2 separate regions of the Ovis aries genome follow, and region 1 is linked to region 2. The links are chromatin contacts, called in public Hi-C maps. All regions are on one chromosome and are shown on one strand. The core of a region is the stretch at or near the end of the contact, and the rest is flanking DNA. Distances in the headings are between cores, read along the strand shown. Region 1 holds the start of PDZRN3 (PDZ domain containing ring finger 3). Region 2 has its middle 150 kb from the start of PDZRN3.

Region 1 (5,226 bases), core at 455-2,954, 150 kb before region 2:
AGCAGGCAAAAAATCTATTTTACATTTAGAGAGACTGAAGCACCTGGGATTAAGCCACAACACTAGCCAAGAGCCCAGACTCAAAAAACAGTTCTAACTCCAGAGGCCTCAATGCCAATTATTACTTTATATTTGGTGGCGGTTCCTTTAATTCTTTCTGGAATTCTTTCAATCCCTGGAGGAGTAACACAGGAGAGGCCTGGCAGTGTTTCACCCCCCCCCCCCCCCCCCCCCGTGTCACATCTCTAGGGCCCTACTTTCCAACTTGAGAAAGCTTAAGCAGCCTGCTCAAGGTCAGCCAGCTAGTTGGCAGCAAAGCTCACACTGGAATCCAGCTTTTACTCCAGCAGCCTCTCCTCTGGCAACCTTGTTAACCTAGTCTCCACGGGCTGGGCTGTGGGTTCCTTTGATTCTTTCCGGACCGCCTGAGGGTGCATGGATATAGTTAACATCGCGTGTGTCAGTATCTTATCTCCTGTCACGTGTAGAGGAACCCTGTTTCCCAACTTTCAAAGAGGTTAAACGATTTGCCCAAGATCATCCATCTGGTCTGTACCAAAGCCCCTACAGGGTTCTGACTCAAGAGCCACACTCACTCAACTCTGCGCTGCTCTCGAATTCCTTTTAGTTTTTCCAGAACCGATGAAGCTGCTGCAGCTGTACTTCACCCTGAGTTTAATCTGTAAGGACAACAGTTCCCAAGGTGAGACTGATTCCCCGACCGGCTCAAAGCGATCTATCTGGCAAGGAGAGTTAGAAGAGGGAGGCAGAGATGCTCCCGGAAGCTCCCGGTAACCCCAAGACCACAGGGACTGGGAGGCGCCCCAGGGCCAGTAGGGGGTCGGGGCGGACGGCGGGCGCCTACCTTGCCGCCGGGCGGCGCGGCCACGCAGCGGCTAAGCGAGTCAAGGCGCGCGCTGTACTCGGTGAACTTCTTCTGGTAGCGCAGAGCGGTCATCTGCAGCTCCAGCTGTGCGGCGGCCAGCTGCGCCACCAGGGACTTCTCGCGCTTGCCGGCCCGCAGCGCCTCCTTCTTGAGCGCCTTGTGCAGCGCGCCCAGGCGGGCCTGCAGCGCGGCGTTGTGCGCCCGCAGGGCCCGTGCACAGCAGTGGCCTCCGGCGCGCTGCTCGCCGTGCGTCAGGGGCAGCCCGCAGCCCTCCTGGCAGCGGCCCACCGGCCGCGCGTCGCACGCGTCGCGCATGTGCGCCTCCACGTCTCGCCGCAGCAGCACCTGGCCGCAGCCCGCGTGGCGGCAGCGCGCGGGCGCGAAGTCGCAGCGCTCGAGGTGCTCCGGCAGCTGTTGCAGCTTGACCACCCGGCCGCAGCCGCGCGCCGCATGCGCGCACTTGATGTCCAGCTTGAGGATGAGGCGCTTGAGCGGCAGGACGTGGTTGAGCTCCTTGGCCGAGAGGCGACCGCGGCAGCGCGCCGGGCAGCTGCCCTCCTGCACCACCCAGGGCAGCACACAGCCGGCGCAGAAGACGTGGCCGCACGGCGTGGTCAGCGGGTCCTCCAGGACCTTGTGGCACAGAGCGCACTTCAGGTCCGGGTCCACGTCGCCGTCGAAGCGGTCCAGCTCGAAGCCCATGGTGGCGGCCGGGGCCCGGGGTCGCCGCCGGGCGGCCGGCCGCCCCCTCCCTCCCAGCGAGGCAGCCCAGACGCGCCGGCAGCGCCGCCCGCTCGCTCGCTGGCTCTCCCCGGACTGAGCCTAATTGCTCCAGACTTCCTCGGAAAATGCCCGAGGAACAGAACTCCTCGGCCGTAATTGCGCGAGCGCGTGCGCAAGACCATTCTGCCTCTGAGGCCTCCCGCCAGCCCGACCCAAAAGGGAGGAGAGAGGGAGGGAGGCGGAGGCAAGTGGGAAGACACAGAAGCTCGCCGAAGGGGCTGGCCCGCCCAAGACGCCAGCCTGAGCCCTTCCCTCGGGAAACTCCACTCCTCTCTCTTGCAGTTTTCACTACAGGAGACAAAATGCCAGCTGAGAAAGCTCAGAGTTAGCCTCTAAGGATGCTGCAGCCGCCCAAACTAGTTTCCCTGGAACCCCGTCCGGGCCAGACTGCGACTTTTGACTCCACTCCCCGGCCTCCTCTTTCCGTGGCTGACTGCAGAGAGATTAGTGTGGGGTCCGCTATTTCAGCACTTACGGTCTTTATTTATTTATTTTATTCCAGGGAAAGTTACAGAGCCGGCGGGACGCTCCAGCAACTACAGGTCAGATCTGAGGTTCAGCGGATCCCGAAGTTTGCCAGGCCAAGGTTTCCAGGTGCTGAGATCGAATGTGTATGAGGGCCAGTTTTCGGAGACGAGAGCTGCTCACCGGCTGCTGGCTGGCTCCACCCAGTTCACTTAACACCTTTGACTTGTCTGCACTGCAGTATGGTGCTGGGCCCTGCTACGGTGGTCCCTTTAAAAATCATCAGTACAATATTGTGAGAGAGCGTCAGCTGTATTTAAAATTATTTTTCCCCATTACAAAAGAAGTAACCCTGGTCTTACGTTGTGGAAAACTGCGCAGTGTAGAGCTTCGAGAAACTCCCCCATAGTCCCCCGCACTCCTGTGCCCCTGTGAACTGTCTTCTTTCAGGTTTTTTCCCCCTTTGTATGCACTTTGTTATATTTCCATATTCCAATTGAGGAAACTCAGGATGAGAAAAGGCAAAAAATAAACTACTCCTGAAGACCCTGTAGAGCATTCTTTCTCAGATTTTACTATGGATGCAGATTCTGATCCTGTAGGCCTGGGGTGGAGTCTGAGAACCTGCTTGTGAAAAAGAGCCTCCAAGTGGTGCTGATGCTATTACTCAGTGGTTTTGCCCCTGACTGGGAAGTGGCAGTCCATGAAACTGGACGTTTTGCTTCTGCTGGGGAGTAGTTTCAAGCAGGGCAGTTTTCAGCAATAGTACTTTGGGACTCCAACTTACGTGATCAATTCATAGCAACATCCATGGATTTGGTGATTTTTTTAAATTTTTCTTTCTCTACCCCAGGCTCTAGACATTGCTAAGAAACATCTGGCCAGAATTGGTAAGAAAGAAATCAAGCTATGGCATTCTCATTTGGGAAGTGCTGCCAGATCCTGAATAGTGAAGTGGAAAAGTTGAATCTCAGTGTTTAGTGTGGCTCTGGGGTCTGGAAAGTGGGATTACAGCATCCATTTTGTCTAATTGCTTTTACTTCTCTCCTTTCTGTGGCTGAGAAAGGCCCATGACCTTTCTCTTCACTATGCAACTGTTTTGCCAGTGAGAAGGTTGCCTTGATGTCCAAAAGGATTACTTGTTTTGAACTGGCCTTTCAAAAGTTGTCACTGATTAGATTTTTAGGGCCTTGTTAGGTCCCTGGATAGTGTTCTTTTATCTGTGTTGGTGGCATTTGTTTCTATTTGTGGTAGGGACTTTAATTGCTTAAATCAATTAATCTATTCCTTCGCTAGTTCTTAGAATATAATTGGCCTTTGTTCAGATAAGCATATGCCAGAAATCCTCCATCAGTATATTTATTAAGCAGCTCACAGGTTCTCAGATAATGGGTAAGAAACACATTCTTTCACCAAAGGTGTGTGGGCCTGTCAGTTTCATAGGGTGGACTAGTATCAACAGGGTGATCCTCGTCAAACCAAACTGGTTTTGAGAAACAGGGAAAGCTCATCATGAACCATGAATGAGAAATTACTGCTTACTTTGGGTATAGGTTTCTCTTAAGACTTGTCCCACCACCCCCACTGCATTGCCAACTAAGAGGCTGTTGAAATTCTACAGCTGAGGCCACAGAAAAGCTATAGCAGACTGTGGATTGGCCTCTTTAGGCAAAAGAAAAGTCTGTCTGAACCACTCCTTGTTGGTTAATTTTAGAAGCAAAATTCTTGGAGGTCAGGAAAAAAAAAAAAAAAGCCTCTTAGAATGTCAGAGTTGGCGGATCATGCATGTTATTTAGTGGCTGAATTTAATAGGGGAATTGAGAACCAGAAAGGTTAAGAAAAGAAAAGTTTAAAGGCAAGATTTGTTTTCAGGCAAATAATTTTTTGCCCTGGGCATTGTAGGGTGTTTAGTAGCATCTCTAGTTACTACCTACTAGATGCCAGTAGTATTCCCTGCCCTGCAGCACCCTGCTCAGTGGTGTCAACCAGACATTGCCAAAGTCCTGAGGAGGCAAAACTGCCCTAAGTTGAGAACCACTGGTTCGGGGGCAGTCTTGCACTCACCCCTAAGGTCAATCAGTCAGTACTGGTAGCCCATGCCATGCCCTCTGCTGGCTGAGGAATGACTGAATGCAGCATAGTGAGAGGGGTGTGGAATTGAAAAGTTGGGGTGCCACATTAAGAAATATGAATACAAATGGTAAGAAGGTGAACATTTGGTATCACAAGTCATGTGAGAAAAGTAGCTGGTTGTTCTGGTATGGACTAGATACTCAAGCATCTGAGAATCATCTGAATGTTTATGAAGGGATGCTTCCTTGTGGACACTTTACAAACAATTTCCTGCAGCTTGGACCATCTCTGCCACCAACCCTTCTTTTCATAGTCTGACTCTGCACCTTCTAACCAAAGTGTGGTCCCAAATCTAACATGCGATGTTCACCATCACTCTGAGTTAGAGTCTGTCCTTACTCTCCTTTCCACCATGTTTTATCAGAAGATCATGTGCGTAATATTTACCATTTTTGAGCTGCTACTCGGTGGCAAGCATTGTGCTCACCAATTGACCTTCACTATTCCTTAATCTTCACAGCACATCAAGAGACAGATGTGTTGTTGGCCCATTTTACAGATGAAGAAACTGTTTAATATACTAGTGATCACTGGAATCAAGATTGCCAGGAGAAATATCAATAACCTCAGATATGTAGATGATACTACCCTTAAGGCAGAAAGTGAAGAGGAACTAAAGAGCCTCTTCATGAAGGTGAGAGAGTGGAAAAGCTAGCTTACAATTCAACATTCAAAAAACTGAGATCATGACATCTGGTCCCATCACTTCATGGCAAATAGATGGGGAAACAATGGAAATAGTGACAGACTACATTTTCTTGGGCTCCAAAATCACTGCAGATGGTGACTTCAGCCAAAAACTTTAAAGAGATTTGCTCCTTGGAAGAAAAACTATGACAGACCTAGACAGTGTATTAAAAAGCAGAGACATTGCTTTCCCAACAAAGGTCCGTATAGTCAAAGCTATGGTTTTTCCAGTAGTCATGCATGGATATCAGAGTTAGATCATAAATAAGGCT
Region 2 (5,524 bases), core at 697-3,196:
ACAGAGTGGAGTGGTGGTGTCCAGAGGCCAGAGGGAGGGGAAATGGGGAGTTGAAACTCAACTAGTATAAAGTCTTAATTATGCAAAATGATTAAATTCTAGAGATCTGTATTGTGACTATGTATGTCCTAAGTCATTTCAATCTGTTTGACTCTTGGTGACCCTATAGGCTGCAGCCCACCAGGCTCCTCTGTCCATTGGATTCTCCAGGCAAGAAGACTAGAGTGGGTTGCCATGCCCTCCTCCAAGGGATCTCCTCACCCCAGGGATTGAACCCACATCTCTTATGCGTCCTGCACTGGCCTGTTCTTTACCACTAGCGCCAAATGCACTGTGCCTACAGTTGACAATAATACCACCCTGTATACTCTAAAATTTCTTAAGAAGAAAAATCTCACGTTATATGTACTTTTCACAATAAAAACAACTGGGGGGAGGTGGATATCCCATTAGTTCTTAAGAAACTTGAAAATAATTCTCTTGGTGGGAGGAGCGTGATCTACCCTCAGGCTCTGCAGAATGCCAGTACGCTATTCAGTTTGTGTGACATCATAATGGCAAAGGCCGTAACCCATCTTAATCAAATGCTTCTTGTGTGTGTCAAGCTCTTTTTTGGACACCCAGCTGACGTGGCTCATATAATTTCAAAACTGACCCTGTGAGGTTAAGTATGATGTAAATTCACATTTTACAGATGAGAAAGATGAGGCTATGAGGACTTGAATTCCATGTGCAAGTTGCCAAGTTTGGGCTCTAAAGCCTGTTGTCTAATGCCAGAACCCTCTGCTTTTCAAAATCACACCTATTGTCTCACCATCTCTAAGGAGAGAGTTTGCAGTTGACCCCTGGTGCCAGCGCCTCTCCCTGAACATTCTAATTGGGACGATAAAGAGATTAAGTGTCAAGTGGGTGAGCATTTAGCCTGGCTCTGCTTATCCTTTGTCAAATGGCATCACATGGAAAGTATGAGGTGTTGTCACAGGAATAATTGGCCACCTGGGAGGGAGAAGGAGCACGCTTTGGCTTGCGAAAGCCCAGGAGAGCTCTTCTAGACTCTCCTGGTAACTCTCTATGAGGAAATGTCCTGAGTATATTTTCTATTCCAGAAAGACTGCTGCTAAAATGATACGGGTTAGGAATGTGACAGAGCTCTGGCCCCCTGAGCATTTGGTATGGAAATAAACAGCAGGACTGATTATCTGTATTCAAGCTTAAATAAAACCGTATGAAGAGCTGAACCCATCCCTCCCCCAACATCCCCACCTCATCTCTTCTGAAAGACTGATGATTTTTGGAACATCTATTACAATGGAGCTTTTTCTTTTCCTTTTCCTTGCTCTCCTCCCCTGAAACGGGGCCCTTTCCTCCCAGCTGTGTGCTGCAAATCAGCAATAGCTCCACTCTCTCCCAGATGTCTGGAAGCTAAAGAAACCCCAAATCTATTTCTGCCAAACCCCCTTCTTCTCAAATTTTAAAAGATTACATTTTCAGAAATGTAATCAGGATGAGTAAGGTTCACTGGCACTTTGTTCATTAAAGCTGTATTTTGAAAGAGGCATTTGATGTCAAGTCAGTTTTTTTTTTCCCCCCTCAGTCTTTTCCCCGCTCCCACCCCCAAGTCTTTTATCTCCAAACCAGGAAGTCATATTCTGCCAGCCAACTGTGAACTGTAACCACAAAAAGTTGGAGATTGGTTCAAAGCTTAGGACTCAAGAGGCTTGAGTCAGTTTTAAGGTTGGCAGAAGGCATCCTTCACTCATTTTGGGGGAATGTGCGTCCCCGGGGGCCGAGGGGGCAGTCCTGTGACTGGTGACAGGGTTGGTGGGTTGTTCTCACAGTCTGAGGAATGTGTGAGCAAAAGCGTCTTGTCCTGGGAGGTGCTGTGCAGGCGGGAAGGGGTTAGTTTCATTTTCCACTTAGACGCGGTTGTGGAAAGAATCCGGCAGGGACCTCTCCCTCTTTCTGTTGCTCCCTCGCTCTGAGCTCAGCTGTAAAAAGGGTCATCACCGCTGCTCTCACGCTGGGGGAAAGAAAAGCTAAGCCGTCACGAGTGTTCAGGCTACACTCGAAATTTAGAGGGTGATTTTCTCTCCTTGGTTTCATCTCCTCCTGTCTAAACTTTCTTGCCCCTCAGGCTTTATCCTTTCACAATTTAGAACGGCTCGAGTTCCCTGAGCAGAACTTGTGTATTTTCTGTCTTTTTTACAGTCTTGCACAAGATAGACCTGTTCAGAGACCTTCCTCCTCCCCTCAGGGCTTCCTAAAAGCATCACTCCTCGTGTGCCATCCTTCATGTCCTGACTTCCATTAAAACTATTTCTGTCTGTAGGTCTTTCTGGACACCACAAGAAAGGGTTCATGCCGCTTTTCTGTTTGCTTATTTCACCTCCCTGTTCCATGTATTGGTCTTTGAAAGCAATTTTGAAACTTATAACAACTTCTATGAGCCTGTGTGGTCATCCAGACCAGTATTATCCAACAGAACTTCCTGCAATGATGGAAATGTTCTCTATCGGCATAAAGTAATACGGTACCTACAAGTCACATAAGGCTATCAAGCACTTGAAATGTGGCCAGTGTACTCCAGGAATCGAATTTTTAATCTGACTTAACTTTGCTTAATTTAAATTTAAATAGCAGCACATGGCAAGAAGGCGCTGTACTGGACAGCGCAGCTGTAGACTGTGAACTTCTTTAGGATAAAGTCAATGTCACGCTTCTTCCCTGGGCTTGACACAATGCTGAGTGCCTAGTAAGAGCGTGATGAACATTTAGGGAATTCAGCTACTTTATTTATTTATGATAATAATCTTACCAGATTAATAATAATAATAATCTTACCAGATTAATAATAATCTTAGGCAGATATTATTGACTCTAGGAACTTTATATGAATAAACAAAGACAAAACAAAATGTGACTCAGAGGAATCAAATGATGGAGCCAGTAACTGAATCATAATCTGTTTAAAATCAGTCCCCCCATCCTTTCTGTTTCCACTGGCAGTGCGTGGGTTCGTGGTAAATAAATTTGTAGGTAAGTGGTTACGCATACAAGATAGATGGAAGCAACATTTTAAAGAACAGTTAATTGTCTTGATCCAATCAGACATGCAAGGACTTGCTTGTATAAAAGCTAAGAGAAAGAAAGGAAAAAGAAAAATGGCAGGTTAGCACAATGCTTATGCATCTTTAGTACCGTGCACATATTTAAAGGCTATATTGGCTGAATGGATCTCTTTGAAAAGAGGAGTCTATCATAAAAGAAATGTTACAACAGGCAACAAATTGGGCAGCTGGTATGCAATTTGTGACTGTTAACTTTCAAATGATGATAGCCTCAGTGTTTCAAGGACAAACATAAAAAATGGTGGAGGTTATGCTGCCACCTACTGGTCATCACGGTTAACTAGTGTTTCAGGATCTTAAAGAATCCAGATGCCTGGGAAATCAACAGGTATATGTATATTCTTTTCATTTGCTATTAGCTAAGCAGGTAAAGCATCTGTCTACAGTGCAGGAGACCCGGGTTCGAGCCCTGGGGTGGGAAGATCCCCTGGAGAAGGAAATGGCAACCCACTCCAGTACTATTACCTGGAAAATCCCATGGACAGAGGAGCCTGGTAGGCTACAGTCTGTAGGGTTGCAAAGAGTTGGACACAACTGAGCGACTTCACTTTCACTTTCAGTAGGCAAAGAATCCACCTGCAACGCAGAAGATGCAGGAGAAGTGGGTTCGATCCCTGGGTTGGGATTATGCCCTGGAGGAGGCCATGGCAACCCACTCGAGTATTCTTGCCTGGAGAAACCATGGACAGAGGAGTCCGGCAGGCTACAGTCCATGGGGTCACAACTGAAGCAACTGAGCACACACAACCTTACACATGGACAACAGTTTTAAAATTATTCTAAATTTGAAGAAAACTATTATCATGCTTCAAAACTTTCTTTTTTTGCAAATAAATATAACCATCTGGAGTTTTTCAACAACCCTTCCCCTTCCCCCGCCCCTCCCCATTTCCTCCTCATGTAGCTGAATTGCTTACTGAAATCTGACAATAGTTTTAGTTGGCCTTTCTTTGATTCACATTCTAGCTCCTGTCAAATGACTGCATCAGGCTATAATCTGATGGGAGTACACATAATCATGGACTCCCATGAGAAACAGTCTCTTCCTCCCTACATCACATGTGTTTCGAGATCAGTGTTGATGGCTGCTGCTGAAGGTATACTGTTGGGCCAGCCTTTCAGATTTGGTGGTAGTGTTGAGTCAGAGGCTCTAAAGAGATCTTAGAGAAAGTTTTAGTCATAAGCTTTGGGGGCAAATTTACCAGTATTACATGCTGGAAATCAGAACTTGTGCTGTCCTCTCGATTAGCAATAAGTGCCCCAAAGACAATACAGGACGTGAAATTTTATATTCTTGGGCTGTCTGCAAGGGGATCCAAACCATAGCTGGTGATTTTGCAGTGAAAATCACACTGCATACCTTGCGCCACTATGTGTTCAGGCAGCTGGCAGTAAGGCTAGCAATACTGGGAGCTTTGCAAAGCAGATGAAGGGAAAGGAAGCATTTCTACTTTGATTCATAGAAGGACTGTTTATACAGATATGAGCTTCTTTGGACTTCCTGTGACTGCTGATAGAAAACCCATTATGTGACCTCTCCCCACCAGGACCTAGCTGCCTCGCTGGGCCTTCAAGGATCTGTGCTTTAAGCAGTTCCTTGGATATCACTTAGAAATGAATTACATTAACATATATCCATTAATTCATTAATTTAATTATCTACTCAATTGAACACATATTAACTATCTGATATATTGCTAGGGACACAAAACGGAATGACAAATGACACCTGTCTTCAAAAGATCCATTGCTCTGTGTGTTTGAAGAACTCTTACTGTGTGTCAGATACTCTGTTAAACATTTTATAGCAATTATATTTGTTGTTAATTTCTCCAACAGTGTCCAACTCAAGGCCTTCTCTGTGTTAGGTAATGTGCTCTGAGTAAAGATGAAATGGTACTCAACGTGGATATGGTTCCTGTCCTCACCCATATGGCTCCCTTTTGGGAAAGGCAGATGAGTAGGAAATGAAACACAGTGTGTTTAAAGTCTGCAATTTATTTTAGCTACTAAGCATTTTATTGGCTTTCTATACCGAGAAATCTTTTATTGAGATAGAACAATGACCTCTTCCAATGATAAAGGCTGAAGATATGTGCATGTAAGCTCAGTCGCTGAGTCATGTCCAACTCTTTGTGACCCCAGAGACTGCAGCCTGCCAGGCTCCTCTGTCCACGGGATTTCCCAGGCAAGAATACTGGAGTGGGTTGCCATGCCCCTTCCTCCAGAGGATTTTCCCAAGCCAGAGACTGAACCCATGCCTCCTGCATCTCCTGCATTGCAGGTGGATTCTTTACCACTGAGCCACCCGGGAACAGTGGGTACTTTCCCCTAGCATCCCTTGCAGTTCTGTCAAGCTCCGTCACAGGCATGTGAAACAGGTTGTGCCAGTCAGA

Evidence for each region. A called contact is a pair of places that touch in the nucleus more often than the background predicts.
Region 1: a Hi-C map of skin fibroblasts shows a contact between it and region 2, with 5 times the contacts expected there. The contact joins the promoter of PDZRN3 here to the enhancer-like site in region 2. A contact is called at or near these places in 4 of 16 Hi-C or Micro-C datasets (hypothalamus, muscle, skin fibroblasts and 1 more).

What each region holds. Positions count from the first base shown.
Region 1 is chr19:28,217,461-28,222,686 of ARS-UI_Ramb_v3.0, reverse strand. PDZRN3 (PDZ domain containing ring finger 3) reads right to left here and starts at 1,704. Exons shown (of 10, transcript XM_015102331.3): 1 at 866-1,704. The coding sequence starts at 1,588. It overlaps LOC105603436 (a long non-coding RNA gene), which reads left to right and starts at 525. Exons shown (of 2, transcript XR_001022584.4): 1 at 525-703; 2 at 2,172-2,680.
Region 2 is chr19:28,070,928-28,076,451 of ARS-UI_Ramb_v3.0, reverse strand. No RefSeq gene overlaps it. Among named protein-coding and RNA genes, the nearest start is that of PDZRN3, 150 kb to the left of the region's middle. Within about 2 kb of position 1,946, at least 14 of the 54 cell types and tissues checked have an H3K27ac peak or open chromatin away from gene starts, as enhancers often do.